Regions from separate parts of the Sus scrofa genome. Here region 1 is linked to region 2. The links are chromatin contacts, called in public HiChIP or PLAC-seq maps. All regions are on one chromosome and are shown on one strand. Each heading gives the region's core, a stretch centred on a gene start, on an enhancer-like site or on the middle of the called end of the contact. The rest is flanking DNA. Distances are from core to core; before and after follow the strand shown. Region 1 overlaps LOC106505633 (a long non-coding RNA gene). Region 2 overlaps LOC106505633 (a long non-coding RNA gene).

Region 1 (6,853 bases), core at 433-2,932, 150 kb after region 2:
GAAAATGCACAGAGGCAATTATAAAAAGATGGATGGGACCTTGTTTCACATTTGCCTGGTTCTTCAGAGTCTACTCTGGGATTCTGAGAAAAAAATCTAGATTTGACTTCTCTGCTACAGTATGAGTTAGCTAGATATGTAGGCTGAGGCTGAGGGGTAAAAGGAGAGAGAGATGGATGGAGGAGAAAGAGAAGAATTAGGATAATCAGGAGATGGAAGATAAATATCATATGATATCACATATGTGGAATTTAAAAAAAAAAGATACAAATGGACTTTTTTACAAAGCAGAAATAGACTCATAGATGTTGAAAACAAGCTTATGGTTACCAAAGAGGAAACACTGGAGGGAGGGATAAATGATGAGTTTGGGATTAACATATACACAATTTTATATAAAATAGATAATCAACAAGGACCTACTGTAAGCACAGGGAACTCTACACAATATTCTGTAATAACCTATATGGGGAAAGGATCTAAAAAAAGAATGGATTCATGGATATGTATAACTAATTCACTTTACTGTACTCCTGAAAGTAATACAACATTGTAAATCAACTATACTCCCATATAAAATACATATTAAATTTTTTAAAGAAGGAGATGGGAAAAAATGATAAACATTGGGAACAACAGAAGAATTTGGAGGGTAAATGGAGTTGGAAGAAGAACTGAGGAAGAAGGCAGGGGGAACAGTGAAGAGAAATGGAGGAGAGCACTCCTGGTTTCTGACCCAGCATTCCTAGATGGATCACTTCAAGAAAAGAGAAGGCTGATTTAAAATTTTAAAAAGTTTGAAAAAAAAAGAAAGAAAAAGAAAAGAGAAGAGATGCTAATGTGACTTGTTTGTATTTTTTTTAAATCACAACTTTCTCCTCCCACCTCCTTCCAAAAGAACTTAATGGGTCTAGGAGAGCAAAGCAACGGGAATATTCTAGAACTGCTTTGAGAGAAAAGCCTTCAGAGAATCTTCTACTTTTCTTCTGCTCCCAGTGCCAGACTACAGCCCAATAAAATTAAAGTAGAAAATGAAGAGTTAAAAGAAATGAGTGGCAGGGCTCTAGAGATTCCCTCTGTCGTCTGTCACAACCTCTATTCTCTCTTGGTTTTTATATGTTTCTCTGAATTTTGACCTCTCTGGTGATCAACTTGGACATGGCATATTCTGGAAACAGCTAGAAATGTGGTTTGACATGTGGATTAAACTGTGCTGACAAACACAGAGTCCACAAAATACTGTCACCTGGAGCAAAGGAAGCCCTGAGTAGCTACATCTTGTCTCCTGATCTACATGGAACTGTCTCATTTCTGAGCAGAAGCACAGCCAAAAGAGAGGACACACAGACTAGTTTTCAGGCCATTTCCTTATTTACGGGTCATGGCAGTCAGCAATTCCCAGGACAACACAAGCAACTATCCTTACGAAACAAATAGACAAATAACAGCAATGAAGAAATAATCCCTCTCGGTATTCCTTCTCAAGGTCTTTCTCCCTGGACAACTTTCTCTTCTCCCGAAGCAAACTCTAAGGTGGAAGATAAGGATGTTACTTGTATACACCCTGGTTCATTGGCAGTATAAACTTTCTGTCTGCCAAAAATGTGAAAAGGAAGCATGCTGAATTTAGCTTCCCCAGAACTGAATTCAACTGGATGTCAAACTTCTAGTAGGGCTTGTAAAAGTTCCACTGTTGTTGGCATCTGCAGTTCTAGCCCAGGACAGCTGTAAAAAACATCTTCTTGCCAAAACGTGATTTGGGAAAGGTCATCTTATTACATGATTTATTTATATTGTTTCCCCACAGTACAAAGCGTTCTGAAGAGGACTCAGAGCTAAATGGAGGAGAAATACCTCAAGAAATCCTTAAGCTCCCCTGCTCCATTCACCAGCATTGTATGGGCCAAGGAGATGTTTGGTGTAAATTCTTTTCTGCCTTAATCAAATTAAAAGGAAAGTTCTATCAGGATAAAAGCAATCTTTTCTCTCCTCTCTTCTGAAACAGTATCAGTAAGAAACGTGATTAGAAGTAGATCTTGGTTTTAAAGTCCCTAAGAAAAATGAAGATATTCTTTCTCTTTCAGAAAAGAAAAAAAAAAAAAAAAAAAAAAGTCAACTTAATCAGATTTCCAATAGTTTATCTTCTTACACATTGTGTTATCATTTTAAAGGACTTACCTTTTCTCTCCTGGATTTCTTTTCCAGAAGAGACCTGTGTTAGTTACATTCTAAACAGACAGTATGTAATATGGAAAGTTGAATATCTTTTTAAAAGAAAGCAGATGGGCACTTTTGTTTATCTTGCCTTGATTCTGCCACTGTGTCCTAAACAGGAGGGTGGGATTTTTTTATACCAAGTTTATAATGGTGACAAGTAGGATTTACTACATACAGACTTCTTTGACCATGCGTTTTATTTAACCTCTCCCTGATGTGGAATCCAAGCTAAATGTTTCTGGGTTTTGTTTTGTTTTTCAATCATTGTTTCTCTTTGTTTATTGCTAGAATGTCTCAGACACTAAGGTCAGGTATTTGAAAATCAGAACCAAACAGAGTGTTTCCTCTTGCCTTTAGAGTGTTAGCCAGGGTAGTGACTTGGTTAAGCTTTTTGCTTCACTGACTGAAAAGTACTTTAAAGAAAAGAAGCAAAAAGAGTGAAATATTGAGAGAATAAAGAGTATGACTTGGCTTGCAGTGGTTCCCCTCAACCTAACCAGTCCCAGGCATCTCTTTTTTATATTTCTGCAAATGTTGATATAGGTAGCAATTTCCAGTATGCTCTAGCCAACGGTGAGTTATTTGATAGGGCAGACTTTATCATCTTAACTTCAAAAAGTGGCTCACAGGGGAACGCATGCGGTAGGATTGTATTCTCTGATAATGTCTGTGGCTATGTTTGACTGATTTGCCTCTTAGATGATGAAGCCTGTTGTCTCTGTGGAATTCCATTTCAGAGAGATTTAAAAATTAAACATCATGAATATTCAGCAAAGCTGCCTGGAAGTTCAGCTCCAAGTGACTTAATCATTTTCTCTGCATTTTTCCTTAAAGAAGCCACTGTTTGGACTAGGAAAGAATTTTTTTTTTTAAATAGAATAAAACATGTAGAGTTAAATAATAGTATCATGCAGAATAATTCCTTGAAATATTCACTTTTTAATGCCTCTCAAAAAATAAACACACAAATTAAAAAAACCTATCGCCCTAGCAAGGTCCCTTTTAGAGGGCAAGATTATTTCTTAATGGCATCTCTCTGCTCAGAAGCACATTGCATTTAGCTTCCAAAGAACACAAGACTAATACAGAATTGATCTCCATTAAGTCCATTTTTCTTTTTTTTTCTGTCAGAAAAGAGTCCCAAATCATAAAAATGTCCCTTTAAAAATAGGAAGACTTTCCCAACAGTTGGGGTAGAAATAAAAATGTAGGAGAGGCAAAGGTATTCATAAAAATTACCCAAAACTTGATATAAGGCAAAAAGATTACTGGGAGCCCCTTCGAAGTCCTAACAATTTTTCCCCATGGCCCTCGGAAACAGATAAGAACCAAAAATATAACAAGCAATCTCAAAGATTAATGAGAGAATTTCCTTAGATTACTGCACATTTGCACACTTTGTGAAATGATTAATAAAGCTGAAACTGAGGCCAGTAGTAGAGGCTGTGAGTTGGCCATTTCCTCAGCCAGACTCTTAATTGAACTCTTTGTGGTAATTCAGTAACTATACCACAGTGGATCAAGTCCAAAGCTGAGAGGTCTGAGACCAATTTCTTCTCTAAGGTAAACTGTGAGATTTCCTACCTATAATCTAAGGACATATCGATTAATTGAAATCCAGGTTCATTAGAGGAGTTATTCACTAATGATCCTATTGAAATAACACATTATATGTATTCAGCACTTCTTCCAAGTCTCAGTACCTTAACCTTGGAAAGGAGATATTATCCTCATTTTCCCACTAAGGACATAAGTGCCTAGAGAGGTCAAACAACTAGTAGTCTGTGACAGTCAGAGCTGGGAATGGACGTCAAGACTTTTGTGAGCTGTGAGTGAGTTTGTGCAGTTAAACACATCTAGATTTGAGCCACAGTTTCCATACTTACTAGCTGAGTAACCTTGAGTGTGTCACTGACTTTTCTGAATTTGAGTTCCTTCCTCTTTACTAAGAAGAAGACCACTACTAACTCCGTGCTGAGAGCATTAAAAGAGATCCTTCGCTTAAAGCACTTAGCACAGTGCCTGGCTTATGGTAAACACTCAGTCAACCTTAGCTGGAGAGCAAGAGAAAACGAGATGATGACACAAAGTTGATTTCAAAAGATTCCCTCAATGTACTCAAGGGGATATATTCAAAGTACTAGAGTATTCAACTCAAATTTATGATATCCCCAAATAATGGTGAGATGCATCATGTTTACTGTAACTGAAAAAGCAAGAGGGTGAACTTACCCTTTCAGAAAGCTTTTGAACAACAGCAGTGAGACAATGAAACCATTTCTAGTTAGCCTCCCGTTAGCTTAAGAAATCAGTGGATATTCTGGTTTATATAAGTTATATGTGTTTCTGTAAGCCTCTTTAACTACAAGGGGCTTAAAAAAATTAAAAGGGTAGAATTTTAAGACTCTCTGAGAACCACCGGGATTCCCTTTGAAACTTTCCTTTTCTGGAGCCTCTAGTGATTTATAGCAAAGTTTACTTGACCTTCCAGTAAAGGCTTCAGTTATTTGAGGAATAAATTGAAAAATGGGAGATTAAATAAATCATACAGTTGCAGAGGTTGCCAGAGCTGGTGAAGTGATTTCAATCTGAATCCGTGAGCCTTGAATCCCCTCAGAGAGATTACTAGCAAATCCAGGGCAGCACACCAAGCCAGCAGCAGACAAGCTTCAGTACAGAGCAAACCAGACATTACTGCTTATTAGATCCTGATGCTGAAGAGGCATCAAAAAGGAGACATTGAAGAAGGCATTCACTCCATCTATGAACTGTTGAAGACTTTAGGAGTTAGCAATGAGGGGCTGTTAATTTAAGAAAGGTGAAACTAGCTTGAGACAGCCAGAAACACATAGAAGGGAAATTTCTCTACTTATATCTCCCCTTCTAAGTAAAGTATATCAGGGATCAAGAGAGTGGGTCGGTTTGTCTCTCTCTCAAAATCTTAATCATCTTATAAATAGATCTTGCAAAGTAAAATCAACAAAAACACTCTTGCACCATCTTATTGTAAAGATAACATATTTCCTTGTTTTTAAGCTTACACAAGCCTATTTCTTTGATGAGAGCATAGCTTTGGGAACTTCACTGATAATAAAGTCCTAGCAACCTATTTACATGGGAATCTCCTAACCAGAATCCTTTCCCAACCATTGGTAACATTTAAGTTCAACATGTAAGAACAGTTCATTCTGGAATGTCTGCGATGGAGAAAGGGGATGAGAACCATTTTCAAGGGCTTTCTCGTGACATTTACTCGTCAGCTCTGCAGGAGAACACGTCAGCCCTCTCAGACCACAGCTGCATGTAGGCATGTAGGGCCGTCCCTCTTGACTCTGTGCCCGGGGACTGCGTCCTCCAACCGTCAGTCTCATCTGAGAGCTGGACGCAGACCATCAACGGGCAACAAACATATTGGTCCCTTCCTGCTCGTTACAGCAAAGGAAGGAAAATGAAGGTTGATGGAGGGGAGTATGGACGGGGCAAAGGTAATGAGAAAAATGCCCCCAAACTCCGAAATTAGGCAACCAAATTATCGGGAACACTTTCAAAATCATATTAACTGTTCTAATTAGCCCACCTAAGGGCTGCACTGTCCAATAGAATAGCCACTATCCATGTGGCTCTTCAAAGTCAAATTCGAATTCAAATTAAATAAAATTAAAAAATCAGCTCTTTGTTCACTCAAGCCACATTTCTTTTCTTTTTCTCTCTCTCTTTTTTTTTTTTTGTGAACTTGATATTGAGGCAGTTTCAAGCCCCCTTGGGTTTATTTTTTTAATTTTTTCCTTTTGTTTGTTTGTTTGTTTATTTATTTCCCCAATACATTATTATTTTTTTTCTACTGTTCAATGGAGACATGAAGCAAGGGGTACCATATTAAACATCCTCGATAAAGAACATTTCCGACGGGGCAGAAAGTTCTATTGGATGGCTGTTCTGAAGGAAGGTAATTTTGCTTTAAAATCTACTGTTAATTGGAATTCAGGCTCTGAATAATTAGATACATTTCAAATAGTTTTTCCCCCTTGAAATGCAAATAATTCTTGTCCAGAATAAGAGATAACTCTACAAGTTATGGTTTTATTTGCCCTGAAAGAAATTAGTTTTATTTCTAAATTTGCAATCTTGTTCCAGCATTTCTTAAATTGATTAAATATAAATTTCTTATATCCTCTCTTGGATCAACTTTATCATCCAGCTGTGTCGCTTGTTACTGAGTTAGAGAAATCCTTGACATATACCCACTGTACATTTGAAAGTATATCTCTAACTTTTAAGGACTTGTACTGTGACAAAGGGATTGATCAGATACACTCAGTGTGATTTCGATTTAAATAGGGTCTAAACTAAACACTGGGCAAACTGTTCTCTTGGAAAAATTTATGTAAATTCACCTCAGTTTTTCCAACAAGGCAACAGTATAGCAGAGAGTTTAAGACTCTAGGCTTAGAAGATTTTGTTCAAGCTCTATAGAAGCTACTTCCAAGATAATACACAAGAAGGAAACAGAAACAAAATAAAAGAAAAAGTTGAGGAAGATGGAAATTTTCCCTTTGTGTAATACTGTATATTTTTTGAAAAAATAATGAGCACATAAAACTACACAATTAAAAATAAAGCTAAAACTAAAGTTGCA
Region 2 (6,849 bases), core at 2,270-4,769:
CCTTGTGGTTGCCAAGGGAGAGAGAAGCTGGGGGAGGGGTCAATTAGGAGTTTGGGATTAGCAGATACAAACTATTTTATGTAAATATAAAATGGATAAACAAAAAAGTCCTACTGAATAGTATGGGGAACTATATTTAATATCCTGTGATAAACCATAATGGAAAAAAATATGATGGAGTTCCTGTCGTGACTCAGTGGTTAACGAATCCTAGGAACTACGAGGTTTCGGGTTCAATCCCTGGCCTTGCTCAGTGGGTTAAGGATCCAGTGTTGCCGTGAGCTGTGGTGTAGGTTGCAGACGCAGCTCGGATCCTGTGTTGCTGTGGCTCTGGCGTGGGCTGGTGGCTACAGCTCTGATTAGACCCCTAGCCTGGGAACCTCTTGCCGCGGGATCAGCCCAAGAAATGGCAAAAAGACAGAAAAAAAAAAAAAGAAAAAAATATGAAAAAGTTTATACATGTGTATGACTGAATCACTTTGCTGTACAGCGGAAATTAACACGGCATTGTAAATGAGCTGTACTTCAAAAAAATTAAAAATGACTAAGATGGTAAATTTTATGTCATTTATTTCACCTAATTATTTTTAATTTTTAGAAAAGAGATAATTATTATTTCTCATTTAAATTAATTAACTGCCTAATGTAAAGCAGTTAATAGAAATAGCTTAAAATTGTGGTGCCAATTCTGAATTTTAGATGAAGAAAGAAATGGAGCATCAAGATTTCCTTCCCTTCTACACATATTTGTGGAGCTGCTACTTATTTGCTGACACTCTTTGAAGAGTTAGGAAATAGGGATAAAACAAAGTTCCAGTGCTCATGGATCTTTCTAGTGAGGGGTGGGGACAATACATAGGAAAACAAATAATGTAAGAGATAAATGCGATGAAGAAAAATAGTCAGGAAAACAAATATTTATTGACCTTCTACTTATTTGCTGACCCTCTTTGAAGAGTTGGAAAATAGAAAGAAAACAAAGTTCTGGTGCTCATGGTTCTTTACTTCTGGTGAGGGGCGGGGAAAATAAACAAGAAAACAAATCATGTCAGGCAGAGATAAATGCTATAAAGAAAAATGGTAAGAATGTATTGGGGGCCAGTGCTGTTTGGGAAAGGAAGTTTTCCTCCTCTACTCAGGTGAGTGGAAACTTGAAAGAGGGGGCCTACAGCTACCTGAAGGAAGAGCTATATCTGGGCAAAGAAGATAGTGTGTGCAAAAGCCCTGAGGTAGGAATATGCTGAGGGTTCCAGGAGACCTACGGTGCTCTTGTGCAGAGAATGAGTGAGTGAGGGAAAGAATGGTGAGAGCTACAGCATGAGAGATAGGCAGGAACAGAATTAGGTTCTTGTGGGTCATTTTACAGTGAAGAAAGTGAGGCTTACAGAACAGAGATGACTGAACCCAATCTAGAGATAATGCTCTTCCACTCTGGAAGCTGCTCAAGATGATTAAGAGCCTTTTTTTTGGAGGGGGGGGAGTTGGTGTTGATTGTTTTGGGGTTTTTTTTCCACTAGAAATTTATCTTGTCTGTGCAGAGTCAAGTTACAAACCTGACTCAATCCTTTTTTGGTTCTTCCTTCTGAAAACTGAAAGTATCATGAAGTTCATGACACCGTATGTGAATGAAACGTGATTAGCTCTCTCCCAAAATTTGTGACTATATGTATATGCCTTGAAGGAAATGCAAAAAGAAACAGCACATGGGGAATGAAGAACACTCTGTAATTTGGAGAACTTGCATGATATAGTCATTTTGGAATTGTTTTTAAACTAAATCCAAGCATAGTTTGATAAGGGTTATAATAATATGTACAATTAAGCAAGCTTAAATTCTACAGCCAGATATATTTTAAAGCTATGTACATCAGATGTATGAAATTATAAGACTTTACAGCCAGTGTTGTTTAATTGTGCAAAGCAGATCTGTAACTAGCGGGTTTTCTGGTTTTCAGGTATGCTGTGCGTGTCTTTGTGCTAGTTATTTCTGTTTTTGAAACTGGTATTTCTTAGATTATTACCTAGCATTGATTTCTACTTATGGGCATTGAGGGTTTTTTTTTCCCCAGAGTTTTAAACATGCTTCATTTTCTAGCCACACAAATCAAATTCCAATCGTGAATGGAGCAGAGCTCTAATGCAGTTAGTCAAAGTGGAAATTGTTCTGCGGTTCTGGAGTTACTTAGAGATGCTTCTCCATCTGCGAATGGGCATAATTCCACTTGGCTCACCTCTCCAGATTGTAGTTTGATGAAATGAAAGAGCATTTTTGAAATAAAATGCTTCATTTCCACCAAGTGCCTTGTGTCCTTCTAAATGCACACAGGTATGATGCATCATGACCGACAGCCTGTGTTCCTAGGCTTAAAGAAACACTGGTCTCTGATAATAATTTTTAAAATAATTATTACGATACAAATGGAAGCAACTATCCTCTACTGGGGGCTTCCGCAAGCCAAATTTTATGCCCTGTTTGTGTTGTCTCCTTTAATCCTAGAGTTTTTCACTAAGGTAGTGTGTTGTACTGTATTACAGTTGGAAAAACCAAGGCAGGGAAAGATGAAGTACACTGCCATGGTGACACTCTGAGGAGGGAGCAAAGCTAGTACTTGAACCCAGGTAGCCTAATTCCAGAGTCTGTGTTCCACTGGTGGTCTAGGTTTAGTTTTTCCATTCTTGTTTATTTTTCTAGTTTCTTTTCCTTACAAGTTGAAAAACCTCAAGAGATGCTTCCATAAGAACTCACATTTCCTTAAGCATGTATTAGGTGCTAGGATTTTGCTTATTGTTGTTTTTGTACCTTTCTTCCTCTTTCATGTCTATACATCCTAGGATGGGAGGAAGGAAGCTCCCCGTGGAAGTAACAGATAAGGACACAGAGGCTGTGAGAGGCTGGATCACTTAAAGTTCTAGAGCTCCCAGGAGGCCTCTGGTTCCATCCCATGCATATGCTATTTTCTGTCACAGCTATCCTGGAGCATCTAATAATTACAAGGCCTTGAGTGCAATGGGTGTGTTGTGCAGAGATGCACTGCAAGCTTTATGCTCCGTGATCAGAAAGCACCTGGCCAGAAACCCTCTAGATTGTGGTGATCTGAAAAACAATTAAGCAAAAATATTATCTTCTGAAAGGAAAATAAAAAGAGATAGCATTTTTCTGCCAGAGTCAAGGCTTGTAGATCATGGGGCCCCTTTTTAAAGCTTCTGCAAGTGCTTCATGGTCCCCCTGATGGTTTTTCTGGTAGGAAATGTCCCCGACACTGACATCCTATTGCATGACAAGAAGACAACAGTGCTAAGAAGGGGCTTTCCCAAATGTGACTCCGAGGTGCCTGTTGAGATGTTTTCAGGTTCTAAAATAGCCACTTCCATGCAGGGTCCTGCAGGGTAATTATAGCCGGGCCATTATTCCCGGCCTGGCGGTGATCCAGGACTCTGCTCTCCTTACCTCATGGCCTCACCTCCTCTCTGCTGAGGCCCTTTCCTACGCCTGTGGGGACAAGCTGAGCCTTCCCACCAGGTCTTCAGTCTAGTATTTCCCTGAACATACCTGCACGTCCCGAGGCAGCTCCTGATGGAGGAATATTGAGGAGTCAGCCTTTCAAAGAGAACAGATGGGACAAATGGAAGGTGTTTTGTAGTCTGTGAGTCACAAGGGTGCTTGTAACCTCTTCTCCAGGTTTGGGTGTGTATTTATAGACCGTTATAAGAATTGGAGGGTTTGGGGTGGAAGGACCGCTCTCTCCAAGGAGAAAAGAAAAACATCCTCTCCCACTCTATTTCTTTTTAAGGCCACCGCTGAAGTCATGCTTACCTTCCACTGTGAGGCACGGTGATGTTTTTCTAATTGTCTGCAGTCGGGTCTGCCACACTTCCTTGACTGCATCTTTCCTTCCTGTCGGGGACAGGTTCCTGGGGTCAGGCACGCAGCAGGCTCCAGCCCAGCAGGCCAACTCAGAAGTCAGGAGCCACAGTGTCCTTCAGATGGAGATCTGTGGCTCAGGACTCAGACTTCTGAACGTGGACGTGACTGGAAGCCAGAATAAGCCCCTGCACACCCGAGCTGACCTCGGGCATCCTCACCTCTCTACACTGGTTTTCTGCTGGTGTTTCACTAGCAGCCTGGCTCATTAGAGGGGCCTTGGCCAATCAGCAGAGCTCAGTGTGTGCACTTGGCCAATCACCAGAGCCCATGCTGAGAGGAGGTGGGGCTGGTTAAAGTGTGCTGTCACCCCTAGGAGCAGAGTTGGTTGCCTTCCAAATACTCTCTCAAATAAGTCCTCATGATCACCTCCTTAATTGCTCCTATTATTCCCATTTTAAAGATAAGGAAACTAAGGTTCAGGGAGATAAACATGTCTAAGGTTACACGGTATCATCTTGGTTTGTGCTTTGACTTGAAGCAGAATCTGTGACAGGATTTGAGTGAAAGTAGTTTATTTGAGATGTTCAGGAAATACCAGCAGAGGCATGGGAGAAACAGACACAGAAGGGTTGGCTGCTGATAAAGGCGGTGCTGTCAGGCCAGTGGGAAACCAGAGGGTTACCCTAGAGGGAAACTTGAGAAAACAGTGTAGAGCGCATGCCTCAGAGTCATCTCTTCCAGAGGGTGGGAATGACAGTGTATTTTTACACCATCTTCTATTGATCATTGAAGAAGGGTGGGTGGAGCGCAGATGGAGTGTTCATTTCTAAGCTTGAACAGAGCCCTTGCAAGGCTTTGGAGAAAGCCCCCAGACAGAGAGATCCAGATACTGATAGTTGGAAGCCAGTGATCCTGCACGGATGTGGTGAGCTCCACCAAAATAAGAGCTGGGAACCAACACTGTGCTACATACCTTGAGGGGCAGGGTGACACCTGCCCCTCTCGGCTAACTCTTCCTACAGAATAAACCACCCCAAATTTAGTGGCCTAAAACACCAACCATCATATTTGTTCACAAGCCTATGGGTCTGCAATTTGGGCTGAGTTCAGCTGGACTATTCTTCTGCTGGTTGCACCTGTGATCACTTGAGTAGATGGACTCATTTGCTAGTCTAACTAGGGAGCAGCTTGTTTGGGGTGGGTGGCAGGGGGCAAGGGCCAGATAGTCAACATTTTGCTTTTTCAGGGTATTCAGTCTCTGATGCACCTACTAAACTCTGCTGCTTGGAATGTGATGGTAGTCACGGACAGTACAGAGACAAGTGGGCATGGCTGGGTTTCAATATTTTATCTACAAAAACAGGTGGCAAGATGAGTTTGGCCCATGTGTCATACTCTGCCAATCCCTGAGCTAGACCAAACTTCACCACATAGGGCTTTACATTTTGAGAGTGTTAAGGCAGAAACTACCAGGCCTCCTGAGACCTAGGCTCAGAAGTTACACCACGTCCGTTCTGTTGCTTTTTACATCTCAAAGTGAGTCCCCAGCCCAGCCCAAGTCCAACATTAGCAAGAGAGACTTCAGCTCCTGACGGAAGGCTCTGCAACATCAGATTGCAAAGGGTGTGCCTTCAAGGAGGAGAAGAGTTTAGATGTTCATCTTTGCCAAAAGTCCACCCTCCAGCTTTTTCAAATAAATGTTCCTCCCAGGACCTCAGCATTCCCAGCTATAAAATGGGAATGCAGCAGCCCTCACAGAACTGTTGTAAGCATGGAATTATATAAAGTACTCATTACAGTGGCTGGTTCCTAGATAATCTTAAATAGATGTCCAGTTATGATCATTATTATTTATGTTATACAGTATGTAAGTCAGGGATCAGTAACTGTGTTCTCATTGAGCATTTATTATTTGACAGTTACCATGCATCTTGCTCTGCCCTCATTACTTCATGTAATATTTTCAACCACCTTATAGTTTAATAAACCCCTTCTGCAGATTAAACAAAACAAAACAAAACAAACAAACAAAAAAACAACCCAGAGGCTCAGAGAGCTTAACTAACTGCTTAAGAACAGTGGTGGTGTGGTATTCCCACCAAACCCTATCTTGAACCACTTTGGTGTGGAAGACTGGATGCTGATGCCTTTGACTTTCCACTCAGAGTGCTTTGTTTTCTTTAGGGTTGTGTTGGCAGACTCTTTTTAGAACATGTAGTCAGGCTAGAAGTATGATTGGCTCTTTAAATACATCCTAGCAGTTATATTAATAAACATGGCTTAGATAAGTGCCAGAGAATTGGCCACCATAGCCAAGGAACAGCCAAAGGAAAATTACCAACATAATTTGGTTCTATCAACAAATGTGTCTGGGAGACACTGTGAGCTTGACTTGCTCCCAGAGACCTGGATGGTGATGCAACTCAGGGGACAAAGCTTATTGTCAGTCTTTAACTGTACCTGCAGGGGCTCAGGATTCCTACTTTGGAGAAGCAGAACTGACACATGCAGCATGACGTTTGTGACGCAACATGGCCAAGAGCTAAGAGCACAGGCTTGTCGTCAAATGTTCAGGGCTGTGAAGCCTACTTTGGTCCCTTCTGGCTGGGTGAACAGAGCCAAAGACTTCTATTTCTCTGAGTCCCAGTTCCACTTATCTATGAACTGCAAATAATGAATATTTATACCCTAACTTGTTGCTGCAAATGTCTTGTGAATATGGAGATAAAAGAGCCCAATGCAAACATGATATACAGCTACATATGGTTACCACCCATCGTTAGCTATTACTCTTTAGGCCTAGATATCAGCATATAATGAGTGCTCTGTTTTTGGAAAGAGTACATTACTCCCCAAAGATTTTTAACCAGTGTGTCCTGATGCAAAAGGTATTAATAAAGGAAAAGAAAATCCAAGAGGTAGAGACATTGTTCAGAGGGCTACTGAGGGAAGCAGTGGGCTGAATTTGGGGCACAACTTTTAGG

The links. HiChIP or PLAC-seq counts read pairs in DNA pulled down with a chosen protein or histone mark.
Region 1: a contact with region 2 is called in an H3K27ac HiChIP or PLAC-seq map of skeletal muscle. The contact joins two enhancer-like sites. A contact is called at or near these places in 1 of 47 Hi-C or Micro-C datasets (heart right ventricle) and 1 of 2 datasets of contacts at active chromatin or transcription factors (skeletal muscle).

Annotation. Positions count from the first base shown.
Region 1 is chr13:46,397,714-46,404,566 of Sscrofa11.1, forward strand. The region is part of intron 3 of LOC106505633 (a long non-coding RNA gene); the gene reads left to right. Among named protein-coding and RNA genes, the nearest start is that of ADAMTS9, 190 kb to the left of the region's middle. Within about 2 kb of position 1,683, at least 9 of the 83 cell types and tissues checked have an H3K27ac peak or open chromatin away from gene starts, as enhancers often do. A contact at or near this core is called in skeletal muscle, where this site is marked.
Region 2 is chr13:46,243,407-46,250,255 of Sscrofa11.1, forward strand. All of the region lies in intron 1 of LOC106505633 (a long non-coding RNA gene), which reads left to right. Among named protein-coding and RNA genes, the nearest start is that of ADAMTS9, 38 kb to the left of the region's middle. Within about 2 kb of position 3,520, at least 8 of the 83 cell types and tissues checked have an H3K27ac peak or open chromatin away from gene starts, as enhancers often do. A contact at or near this core is called in skeletal muscle, where this site is marked.